2 separate regions of the Hordeum vulgare genome follow, and region 1 is linked to region 2. A link is a contact called in public Hi-C data. All regions are on one chromosome and are shown on one strand. The core of a region is the stretch at or near the end of the contact, and the rest is flanking DNA. Distances in the headings are between cores, read along the strand shown. Region 1 holds the start of LOC123443718 (NADP-specific glutamate dehydrogenase). Region 2 holds the start of LOC123443716.

Region 1 (6,279 bases), core at 2,463-4,962, 160 kb after region 2:
CTTCCTTAGCTTTGCCTTCTTGGTTCCCTCGGGCTTGCACTCGTTCCTTGCCTCCTCATCACTCTCATCCATCCTAAGCATTGCTGACTTCTTGGGTGCCGTCTCTTGATCCCTCAACTTCCACTTGTCATAAGTTTGAAGAATTTCCCAAACATGCTTAAATGGGAATGCTTTGCCCTTGAAAGCGGCCATCTCCTTGTACCTCAAGTCGGCAATTGCCTCCTACAAACCCACCAATAGCATAGTAAACACACATAAAAATAGCATAGAAAATCAAAATAAATGTGAAAACACACATATGTACTCACATAGTCACTCTCCACGGTTCCACTAGGCGATGCATCCTTCACTTGGTCCATTGCCGCACTCCAACGAGCACAATGGGGCTTCATCAACTCCCACCAGCCTTGAAGCGACCGGTAACTACGAGCGCCATACCCACCGGTCTTCGGCTTGTTCTTGCAATAGACGTCCTCTATGCGTTGCTAATAGCGTTTACTGGTTTGATCGGTACCGGTGCTTGCATCCAACCCCGCATGTGCTCAAGCACGAAGCAAGAGAATATCTTCGTCCTCGCTATAGTTTGTCGAGCGCACGGTGGGTTTTCCAACAGCGGCGAACGCCTCCTCCTCTATCTCGGTCACCTCCTACTCATCTTCCCCTTCCTCCTCCTCATCACCCTCTTCCTCCAAGTCATCACCAAACCCAAAGGGTTCGAGAGGAGGAGCCCCAATGTCCACCTCCGCATCTTCGAGAAGCCCCATGAACGACGTTGGCGGGGCGGGCATTCCGTCGAGCAGCTCGTGCACGACGGGCGGAGGGGCGGCGGCCGGGGTGGGCGCGGGCGTCGGCTTCTTCCTCGAGGTGGTCCTCTTCACCTTGACCCCTCCCGCGACGACCTTGGTGGCCGCTGCCCCCTTCGTCCCAAGGGAGGGCTTCTTCTTTCGGCCCTTGGTGGCGGGCGGCTGCGGCGGGGCGAGGGAGGAGGCGGGCGGGGCTAGGGAGGTGGCGGGCGGCTGCGGCGGGGCAAGGGAGGAGGCGGGCAGGGCTAGGGAGGTGGTGGGCGGGACGACGGAGGCGGCGGCCGGGATGGGCTGGGGGTGGACGACGTGCTGGCCAGCACGCCGCCTCTTGGCACCGACGTGGGTGGCGGCCACCACCGACGCCACCCTGCGCCTAGCTCAGGACGGCCGACCGCTGGGCCGGCGCGGGCGTCGCCGGGGCCGAGGCCGGGGGCGGGGCGACGGGCGGAGGAAGGGAGGAGGCGGGCGGGGCGAGGGAGGAGGCGGGCGAGGCCTGCATGGCGTGCAACGGCCGACGACAACAAGGAGGCGGGCGGCGGGAGGCGGGGACGCGGGGAAATTTCCCTCCCGCGCGTTGACCGGGAGGAGTGCGGACTGGGGGTGGGTTCCCCTCTCCAATCCTCACTTTTAGAGATTGGGAGGGCAACCCGGGGTCCAATACTTAATTTTTTTAGGGGTTTAGGAGTTCTATTCTTTGTCTTTTTTTCGTTTCAACCCGTAAAAAATGGTTAATTTTAAGGATTTAAGGATTTAAGGACACTACTGTCTACTAGTGATGCTCTAAGAGCATCTCTAGTAGTACACTCAAACCCTCAAATCCTTAAAAATAACTGTTTTTTATAGTTTACGAGCAAAAAAACGCGTAGACTAGAGCCCCTTAACCCTCAAACCCTCAAAAAAATTTGAGGATCCGACCTTCAAACCCTCTCCCAACCTGTACAAGTGAGGATTGGGGAGCAAAATCTACCCCAACCCTCACTTGCGAGCCAACCGAGTGCGGGAGGGAAATTTCCCATCCCAACTCCCTCCCGCGCCCACCCGAGCCGTCGCCGGCCTCCTCTCCATTCGTCGCCGCCATCCCACCCCCCAATCGCCTCCCCTCCACCTCCCGAGCCACCACCGTCGTCTCGGCCCCCGGCCGCCTCTCCTCCCGTCCGAGCCCGCCCCGCCCCCGGCCGCTGCCCATAGCAGGCCGACCGCCTCTCCTCCCCTCGACCTCCCCGTCCGCCGCCCGCAGCAGTCCGGCCGCCTCCACCTCCTCCCGCTCGCCCTCGCCCTCCCCGCCCCCGGCCGCCGCCCGCACACTCCACCTCCTCCCGCTCGCATCCCGCCATCCGCCTCCCGCCCTTCGCCCGCAGCAGGCCGGCCCGAGGCGTCCGTGCCCTCTGCCTCCCTCAGCAAGAGGTCGGCCCGCCCCCGCACCCTCCGCCCTCCGCCTCCCGCCCCCGCGTTGCCCCGAGCTCTCCTCGCCGACCCGCATGTATGCATTTTTTCTATTTTTTGTTTATTTTTTCCTTTTTGATTCATTGTTAGCACTCACAAATTTTTGTTTTGTGTTGTGTAGATGGAGGTGTTGTCCGATGATTCCGGTTGGTCGTCATCAAACGATTCGGACATTGAGGAGTTGCTTCAAGATGATGACATTGGGATGATGGGCCTCCTCCTCGACGTGCAAGAGTTTGAAGACCACGCGAAGCTGATGGATCAGAGGAGAGGGTCGAACATGGGGCGAGTCACCATCTACCGGAACCGCGGTCTCGGACACGAGCATTTAATGCAAGACTACTTCCCGGAGGTACCGACATACCCACCTCGCCTCTTTCGAAGAAGGTACATAATGCGTCGTAGTTTGTTTGTGAAGATTGTCACCAATTATGAGGCCGCCTCAGATTACTTCAAGCGTCATAGATCCACCGCCGGTATAATGGGGTTTAGCGGGTACCAAAAGATATCGGCTGCAATGCGGATGCTCGCCTATGGCACACCCGCGGACTATACCGACGAGTATCTTCGCATTGGACAAGATACAACTCTTGTGATTGGCCAACTCTTGTGAAATCTTCACCGATGGAATTTACCCCGATTGGGCAACTCTTGTGAAGTCCATCAAGGAGAAGAATGGGGTGCCCTTAACCAGAAAAGAGGATCATTTCACCAAGGCATAAGAGGCAGCCCGCAAGGATATCGAGAGAGCTTTCGGTGTTTTGCAAGCAAGGTTTGCCATAGTTCAGGGTCCAACTCGTTTTTGGGACAAAAAACCTTGGAGAACATCATAAAATGTTGTGTGATTCTACACAACATGATCCTCGAGGATGAGTGAGGGTTAAAACTGCCTTGTTTCTATAACAATGTTGATACCCGTGTGCAACCTTAAAGAAACCCTTGTCGCTTACAAGCTTTTCTTCAAGCACGTCGTCACATTGAGGATGCAAACACTCATGGTCAGCTCCGAGATGATCTAGTAGAGCACGAGTTGCAGTTGGCTGGGCGGCGCCAAGGCCCATGATCTATCTTTGTTTACTTTTATATGTCCTATTTGATTGAACAATTATTGTAATTTGCTTGAAAACATTGTTGTAATAATTTGAATGATTATTATGTGTTTGAAAGTACTATTCGGTGTTGTAATAATAACTAGAATGATTATTATTTTCTTCAAACCGTTATTGAGATGATGAAAATTATGATATGTCAAATGACACTTTTAAGAGTTGGGGTTGCGGTAAAGACTAGAACCCTTAAATCCAACCATTTTTAGTTTTTTTTTAACCCTTAAAACTATAAAAAAAATGTTAATTTTCAATACTTAAAGTTTGAGGATTTAAGGATACTACCAGTGATGCTCTAACGCCTCGGTGCTTGCCAACTGTGTCGGTCGACAACAACGATCTCAGCCGTCCACCAAGAATTAGACGCCCAACCTTTCTCCGCCTTGTCCGAAAACGCGACCAAGCAGCAGCCACCGCGGGGCGCGGCAGTGTCTCCCCGCCCTCGCAGTCTCGCCGCCGCCGAAGCCCCTTGCTCCCGTTCTCCGCGCGCCAGATCGACACATCCCTCGATCTCAGCCACCGCCATCGCTGGCGCCGGCTCCGCGGCGCCCAATTCCTCAAACCCTAGAGCCAAATCCCCCATTTGGCCGCGCCTAACAGAGTCGGATTTACTCGGCGCTGGCTGGTGCACTGCTCCTCCGCATGTCGCACCGCGTGTACACATGAACTCGTCCATGGACGAGATCAATCTGCTACGGCAGCATCAGCGACACCAGCAGCACCACCTGTCGGTGCGCGGCATCGGTGAGGAGATCGACCTCGAGATCGACCAGTGTGAAGATCCCACTTTCTCCGGCGCCGCACTCGAGGGCGTGACCTCCCACCACCCTCAAGACCCCATCGTCACAGCGGATGACCACAAGAGCTTCCTCATCCCGTGCTCGCAGCCTGGCGGAGTGGACGGCCAACCGCAGCCCACGCCACCGCAAGCAGAGGAACGGGCGGGGATGCCGAGGCTGTCTTCGCATACCAAGAAGAAGAAGAAGGTGGTCAAGAAATGGCGGGATGAGTGGGCAGACACATACAAGTGGGCCTATGTGGCCGTGCACGACAACACCAGCAGAATCTTCTGCACTGTCTGCAAGGAGTATGGCCGCAAGCATCGCCGGAACCCCTATGGGAACGAGGGGAGCAGGAACATGCAGATGAGTGCGCTGGAGGAGCACAACAATAGCTTGCTGCATAAGGAGGCGCTCCGACTGCAGTCAGCCTCCAAGGAGAAGGTGCAACTGCAAACTCCTGAAATAGAGAGGCCGGTTTATGTCAAAGGTTGGTGGTGTGGTCTGACCTCCCGCGGTTATGCAGTGGGTTTGTGTGTCGATGTTTCAAGGGGTTAGGAAATGTATACCAAGTTCTTGCTTATTAACAAGTATAGTTTGATTTTTGCTTTTTGGTATCTAGTTTTATGTCATAATGTTTTATAATATGTTTAGGTGTAGTCGTAGTAAGAACTTTTAATTTTTGTTAGTTTGATGATCCCATGCCAACGGTACACAGTTGGCAGTGCTTTCGTGTTAGATTCGAGGAAATGAAACATAGCCTAAAGCAAACAAATAGATAGGTCTACGTTCCAGTAATCCAATCTTCCGCTCAACAGTTACTAACTACGTATACCTAATTCTGGAAGCTTTTCGACGCACTCCGTTTTATATCAAACTGAAACGGTTTAAAAGGTGTACTTATCTTAATTTTCATTTCCCATTTCAGCTTTGTCGAAAACAGCAGCTTCAATACTTGAATCTCTCTTCAAGAAGGACCCTCATGAAGCTGAATTTATACAGTCTATACAGGAGGTGGTTCATTCTATAGAACCAGTTTTGGTGAAGAACTCACAGTTAGCTCTCTCTCCCTCCCTCTTCCTCTCCCCTTCCCGAGGAACAGTATGTCCTCAAGTATAACATGATTTCTGATGTTGATTTTTCAGATATGTTCAGATATTGGAGCGTTTATTAGAACCTGAGAGATGTTTTATCTTTAGAGTGCCATGGGTTGATGACAGAGGTGAAGTTCATGTCAATCGAGGTTTCCGTGTGCAGTTCAGTCAGGCTTTAGGTCCATGCAGAGGTGGTCTCCGTTTCCACCCTTCGATGAACTTAAGTGTGGCAAAGTTTCTAGCTTTTGAGCAGGTATTAGCATACTTGTCCGACAAGCATTTTTCATGTAAACAAACCTGCTGCTACAACCTGTTCTTCATTTTGTACCATCTGTTTTTCTGCTTTTGTATCAGACTACCTTTGATTCAGTTATTGTAAAAATTGATATAATGCAGTAATGCACCTACAAGTAACGTTAGCTTTGATGCATATTGTAATGACCCCCCCCCCCCCCCCCCCCCTTATTTCATACTAGATTGTAAAGCCAATGACATGTTTTGTAAGAAAGTCTTCATTTTATTTTGTGTGCATACGATGGGGATTTGCGTGGAGTGCAGATGGTGGGAATTTGCACTGCGTTTACTTCTACCACGAGCACATAAATGTCTAATAGTGTGCAAATAGAGTCAAGTTGTATAAATTTTGGGTGCTTGCAGTGCTATACGACGATTTGGTAATCTATTAGCACGTATTGGTATTGAGAAGCGAGCACTAAACTGAGAGGGTTATTTTCAATGGATGTCAAACTTGCAATCTTACATGAGAATTCAATGTACCATTCTAAGCAATTTCCCTTTGTGCAGACTCTGAAGAATGCTCTGTCACTATATAAACTTGGAGGTGCTGCTGGAGGGAGTGATTTTGATCCAAAGGGTAAAAGTGAAGTTGAGGTATTCGTGTTGTATTTTATTTCCTCTGGGCAACATTATTTACTGCATATAAATATGGATATTTTTCAATGCCAGGTAATGCGCTTTTGTCAAAGTTTTATGGATGAGCTGTATAGATACTTGGGCCCTGATCAGGTACCTCGCATTGTATTATGTGCATTCG
Region 2 (5,955 bases), core at 3,385-5,884:
GTATCTCGTTCTTAGGGTACGACCGGATGAGCAAGATGTCGGGTTGGCTAAGGCCCCGGGTGACCAGGGGGCGCTTGACATCACTCAGTTTGGACCAACACTCATGAGGAGTTCTGGCCCGGGTTGTTGATTAATTATCCACGGGTTAATTACTCCCTATGTGGTTTCATTAGTTATTAGGCAAATGTAATACCAAAGTTGGGCCTTGTTAGAAGAGTTTTAATCAAAGATGAATTACAAGGGGGGTCCCCATAACAACCCCAAGCAATTTTAGGAGCGATCAATATCGAACATAACACTGGTACACAAGTAACTAGGACGGTAAAGGTGGAACCGAGCTAGAAGGCCAAGCCTTCCACCTTTTACCAAGTATATAGGTGCATTAAATTAAATAGCAATAATATTGTGATATCTCAAAATATCCATGTTGTCACATGGAAAACAACTTGCACCAGCAACTAGCAGCGCTATAAGAAAGGCTGAGCAAGCGGTAACATAGCCAAACAAAGGTTTGCTCGGATGTGGAGGGGGTTAGAGGATTTCATGGCAAAGTTGGGAGGCTTGACAAAACGAGTGGTAGGCAGCAAGACATAGCGATAGAAATGATACAACTAGCATAGCAATGATAGTAGTGGTATATAGGGAAATGATCCTCTTGCGTGAGATCCCGCTTGGAAGAAGAACGAATCCTTGAACTAGACGAACCAACATAGTCGAACGAGTCCTCACACTCTAAATCGGTTTCAGAACTCTATCGAGAAGAAACAATCCAAAAACAAACATTTAACACATGATAAACACCACAACATATTCATAACGCGTAAACAAATATGATTAATGTCCATTTAATTATGCATGACATAGCAAGGCACAACAATCAACTTCTACACATTAAGTGAAGTTGGATATGCAATGAGTTGCATTTTGACGAACCTCCACATTCAAATATTTATTTCACTCTCGTTTATTTAATCAACAAGTTTAAATGTTGTAAACATGAGAAAAGGTGAAGCATAAATAAACTACACTATCTAGGCATTTTAAATGAGGTTGAAAACAACTTATAGTATTTCCAAAGCGACTCCATATGTTAATTTAGAAATTGGTCCAGATCTGATCTAATCACATTTTATATTTACTAAACAGGGAAACAAAATGCACAATATAATTCTACACATCATTCTAGTCGATTTACATATAAAGTTCATTTAATTTAGAGCTACGGTTATTTAGTTATGATTTAAATCATTTTAACATGGCATTTATGCAAGTTAACGAAAAACAACGACTTTAAACATTTTAAACATTGATAAAAGTTACAATTATTAATCTACATAAAATTCTAAGAATTTTCCATATATAAATTATTTTAATGTGAATCACGGTTAATCAGTTATGAAAATTTGAAAAATGTGACACTATGACGAAATGTGAGCAACTAAAAGTGAAAAAACATCACGCAAAACAGAAAAGATTAAAAGGGGGTTTCGAACCCAAGATCACTGAAGTAGAGGTGGGTTGAGCAAGACAGCTCACCTACGTGTTATTCTTGAGATTGGAAGCTATTCAAAAATAGTTAAAACATGTGTGCTTGAGGATGCACATGTGTAAGCGGGCTGAGCAAGCTAGCTCGGCTACACAATATTGCTGGTATTGGAAGCTATTCAAAAATAGTTGAAACATGTGTGTGTCACAATGCAGATGTGTATGTGCACGAGAAAAAGAACCAGAAGAAAAGCTGCGGTGCGCGGGACTCGAACCCAGCAACTCCCGGCTGTGTGCAAGCACATGTGATCACTCGGCTACGGCTTGAATCTTCTATTATTAAAGGGGATCTGTCGTTGTCGTGATGGTTTGACCTCGATCCCCCGCCTCGTTCGCTTTCCACCTCCCCTCGCTAGCACTTCCTCCGTTAGCAGTTTCACCGATTTTTTTTCATCCCTCCATAAACCAAACGATTAAATACAAAAAAAACCCGGTTCAACCATCCTCAAATCGGCAGAAACGAGCGAAGACCCCCGCAGAAATCCAGCCCACGGGCACGGCCCGGCAAAAATGAAACAACCGTAAACCCACGCGCACATATCCCACGCCCACGATTCCGTCTCTTCCGAGAAAGTTCGCGGTTGCGACGCCTTAGGAACTACCAAGTCGCGCGGTCTCGCAGGAGAGTGCGGCAATGGTGTCGACGGCTCAGGAACTGCCAAATCGCGTGGTCTTGCAGGAGAGTGCGACAACGGCGTCGCGGCTCAGGAACTACCAAGTCGCGTGGTCTTGCAGGAGAGTGCGGCAACGGCGTCGGCGGCCTGGGGCAGCGGGCAGTACAACAGTCGATCCAGTAATCACGTGGTCTCGCAGGAGAGTGTGGCAACGCGTCGGCGGCTCGGGAACTGCCAAGTCGCGTGATCTCGCAGGAGAGTGCGGCGACGACGTCGACGGCCTGGGGCAACGGGCTACATAACAGTCGATCCGGTAAATCCACACCCTAGCTGCAATCTTGACATCTCCTTTCCGATGCCGCCTCAACGGAGAAATCCTATTCACTACCCACTGGGCTGTTGCGCCGCGCATCCACCTAAGATTGCCTCCTAGCCGTCGTTAAATTGGCCGCCTAATTCCATGCATGTGGTCGTTAGACGAGCCGGTCCATCGTGCCTTGCGCTCCACCTAAGATTGCCTCCTAGCCGTCGTTAAATTGGCCGCCTAATTCCATGCATGTGGTCGTTAGACGAGCCGGTCCATCGTGCCTTGCGCTCTGTGGCCGGAAAGCCGTATGTGGAGGCATGAATATTATATTTAAAAACGGAGGGAGTAATATATAACTACAACAGAATAAACATCATTTCAACTCTAAATACATCATAATACAAAATAAAAACTAAGCTTATATAATTCTGTCTTATATAATTCACAACAAGATAATAAATATGTCTAATACAAACAAACACATCAACAGGCTTATATAATTCAGAGCAACACCATGATTTTTTTTGTTTCACTACACGGAGGCAGAGAAACTGACTATATTTTCTGTAACTGGACTTTGAAAGATTTATTTTCCATTATTTCCGTAACTGACTAAATGTACAGGTATACTGTAACGGACTAAATGTACAGGTATATTTTCTGTAACTGACTAAATGTACAGGTATATTTTCTGTAACTGACTAAATGTACAGGTATACTGTAACATATACATTAACAGAAATTTGCTCTGTAAAAGAGAGTTTTTACAGAACCAACAGACATAAAAGCATCATAATATCCATGCAAAAAAAAAAAGCAGAATTAACAGAATTCAGATCATGGTAGTGGCCTTTCCATGCTGTCTCTCTTGGAGTTGAATCATTCCTCATCACAACATCATCTTCATTGTCGAGGTTGCCATTGCCCCTCCTTCTGGTTTCATCCATGCTCATCCTATTAATATAAGGCACACTTCCATTACCTATAAATTAGAGCAGCAGAAGTAAGCATAAGTATAGTTCAACTTTATTTGCCAAATATGGTAATCTGTTTTAACACACATGCAGCCAAAGTTGATACAGTTAGTTGCAGATTACCACATACAGTTAGTTAGTTAGTAATAATCATGCAGTACAAGAAATTAGATACAGTTGGTTGCACATTACCACATACAGCTAACTACAGGACAAAAGAGGACTACAGATTACCACATACATCTTGACAAAAGAGGACTCGTACAGGATTGACTACAGGATGCCAAATAAACATGCATGTGAAGGATTGACTACCTTGCTCAGCTTGCCGACCTGTAGCAGCTCGAAAGGCAGCTCGTGCGTGAGACGTCGGGGCGCTGCCCGAGCCCTGCATGCGCCGCCTGCTGCCACTGCCGTCGACCTGTTCACACCAGGTGAACTATCTTAACATCTCATTTGTTGACTAACTGAGCAGCAAGATTAGGGGGAGAGAGAGAAGAAGAGGCAGGCCTACCAAATCGAAACACATCAGGACCAAATCGAAACACATCAGGACCAAATCGAAACACATTAGGGGAGAGAGAGAGAAGAAGAAGAAGAACATGGCCCGGGTGAGGAGAATTGTGCATCCATGGCGGCGGGGTGTGGTCCAAGGTCGATGGCGGCGTCCCGAGACGGCCATGGCGTGGGCGCGGAGCAGGCACCCCGTCACGCCACTAAGCAGAATCACGCGCGGCCGAGGACGTACGACGGGGCCGACGGATCTGCGAGCGCCATGGTCGTCGCCTCACCTGCTCGCTCTCCCTCTTCTCTTCCCTTCCCTTCCCTTCTAAAAACGGGAGGGGGGACGTTGCGGGCGGAGGCTGGCCGGAGGAGACGGGCGTGAGGTGCGGCGGCGGGGTGGGGAAGGAGCTTCGCCAGATCCCGTCACCGGAGATGAGGGAGGCGGCGTTGGAGGGGGGACCCGGTGGTGTCCCAATGTTGGAGGGGGTTGGTGGGGTGGGGCGGGAGGGGAACGAGACCGCCACACTGCCACGTGCCGTCACCTTCCCCTTGGGCGCCGTGCGGGTTTGCCGGCCGGCCCTCCGGCGGCGGTGCTGCGGGGAGTTGTGATGGAGGTGGGAACCTGGGCGGCGGGGCGGCGGCGTGGGCGATCGTGAGCGTCGTGGGTGAGGCGTTGAGACGGTGGGAGGACCTGTGGGAAGACTTTTAGCCATAGAAGACGATGTACTAAGGGGTTTTTATTAAACTAATCTGCTGGTTTATCGTCTGGTTTATGGGGGATTGAAAAAAAAATCGGTGGAACGATGGAAAGGCTAGTGGGAGGAGGGGGATCGCTTAAGGCAGTGACGACTCTGGAGAACTGGACACGGACGACAGCGACACGACGAGGGGATTTGACTCTCGTGGATCACGGGGCCTCATCGGCAGGTCAACGCCCCTACTCCGTGCTGCCTCGACTATGGCTGCCTGAATCAACTTGGGATTCATGCTCACCTACATGTGATCTTGTAGTTGCATTGCAAAACACATGGTTAAGTGCTCCTGAAGGGTATGACCAATGAAGCGGCACAAAAGTGCCTCGGTTAACTCGATTTATCATGATGTCATATTCTTTTGTTGCTGCTGATTCTACTAATCAACTGTGATTCTGCAAGTTTTCAGGACGAACGCTGCTAGAGATCAATAAATCCTTCCACGGTGTTCGCAACATTTTGTATGACAGGTCCAGCGACGGGGCATGCCCGAGCTACTGCTCCTGGTGTGGCGTGCTGTGGAACATCAGTGTAAGAAGCTCTCTATTTAAAATATCATGCTCTGTTGCCGGCTGCAATATACGATAACTAACACATGTTCATGTGTGCAATGACAGCAACCTGTCAGGGTTCAATCATGATGGCGAAATCTCATGGCCCACATTGCAATGTATGATGTTACTTGTTACATTGTTTCCTGAAATTTAAATGGTTTCAGATGCGTAATGAGTTTCAGTAACCTGTTTAATATTTTTTGTCATATGTAATTATTTGTAGACGAATGAAAATTCGGGCAAATGACCAATGAGATTGGTGATTAATCTTCTTCTGAGTTCATGCGGTGCTCTAACCCAATAGATGATTTATATTTTTTATGAATGACAAGTGATGGTAATTGATTTCTTTGATGCATAGTTGTTACATTATTTATGTTTTACGCTCCACTTGAAGACTAACGTTTGTATAGTGGCAAAATAAAGATTCTTTTAATGCACACAAGTGAGCTAGAAAAGTTTCCATGCTACTACAGTTTAGCAGTACATGTATGAATCTTGTGGATGAATTCTGAAGTGACAGACCAATTGTACTTATAGGCATCGCTTGGGCATGCAGTCCTAATTTATATTTCTCGACAATTTAATGATGTTATTTCTTTGTCTGCAACAAATAATTATCTATCCATTTAGCTCTATAAATATTTACTTCTTTTCCAGTTCACAATACTTATGTCATCTCCACCTCTATGGAGAGATTCACAA

The links. A called contact is a pair of places that touch in the nucleus more often than the background predicts.
Region 1: a Hi-C map of seedling shows a contact between it and region 2, with 1.9 times the contacts expected there. The contact joins the promoter of LOC123443718 here to the promoter of LOC123443716 in region 2. A contact is called at or near these places in 2 of 6 Hi-C or Micro-C datasets (leaf and seedling).

What each region holds. Positions count from the first base shown.
Region 1 is chr3H:312,135,071-312,141,349 of MorexV3_pseudomolecules_assembly, forward strand. LOC123443718 (NADP-specific glutamate dehydrogenase) reads left to right here and starts at 3,713. Exons shown (of 15, transcript XM_045120217.1): 1 at 3,713-4,621; 2 at 5,060-5,186; 3 at 5,277-5,478; 4 at 6,030-6,116; 5 at 6,192-6,251. The coding sequence starts at 4,015.
Region 2 is chr3H:311,969,757-311,975,711 of MorexV3_pseudomolecules_assembly, forward strand. It overlaps LOC123443716, which reads right to left and starts at 4,635. Exons shown (of 3, transcript XM_045120213.1): 1 at 3,955-4,635; 2 at 3,756-3,861; 3 at 3,134-3,448. The coding sequence starts at 4,122. The coding sequence ends at 3,231. It overlaps LOC123443717 (a long non-coding RNA gene), which reads left to right and starts at 4,783. Exons shown (of 4, transcript XR_006630796.1): 1 at 4,783-4,992; 2 at 5,106-5,227; 3 at 5,314-5,366.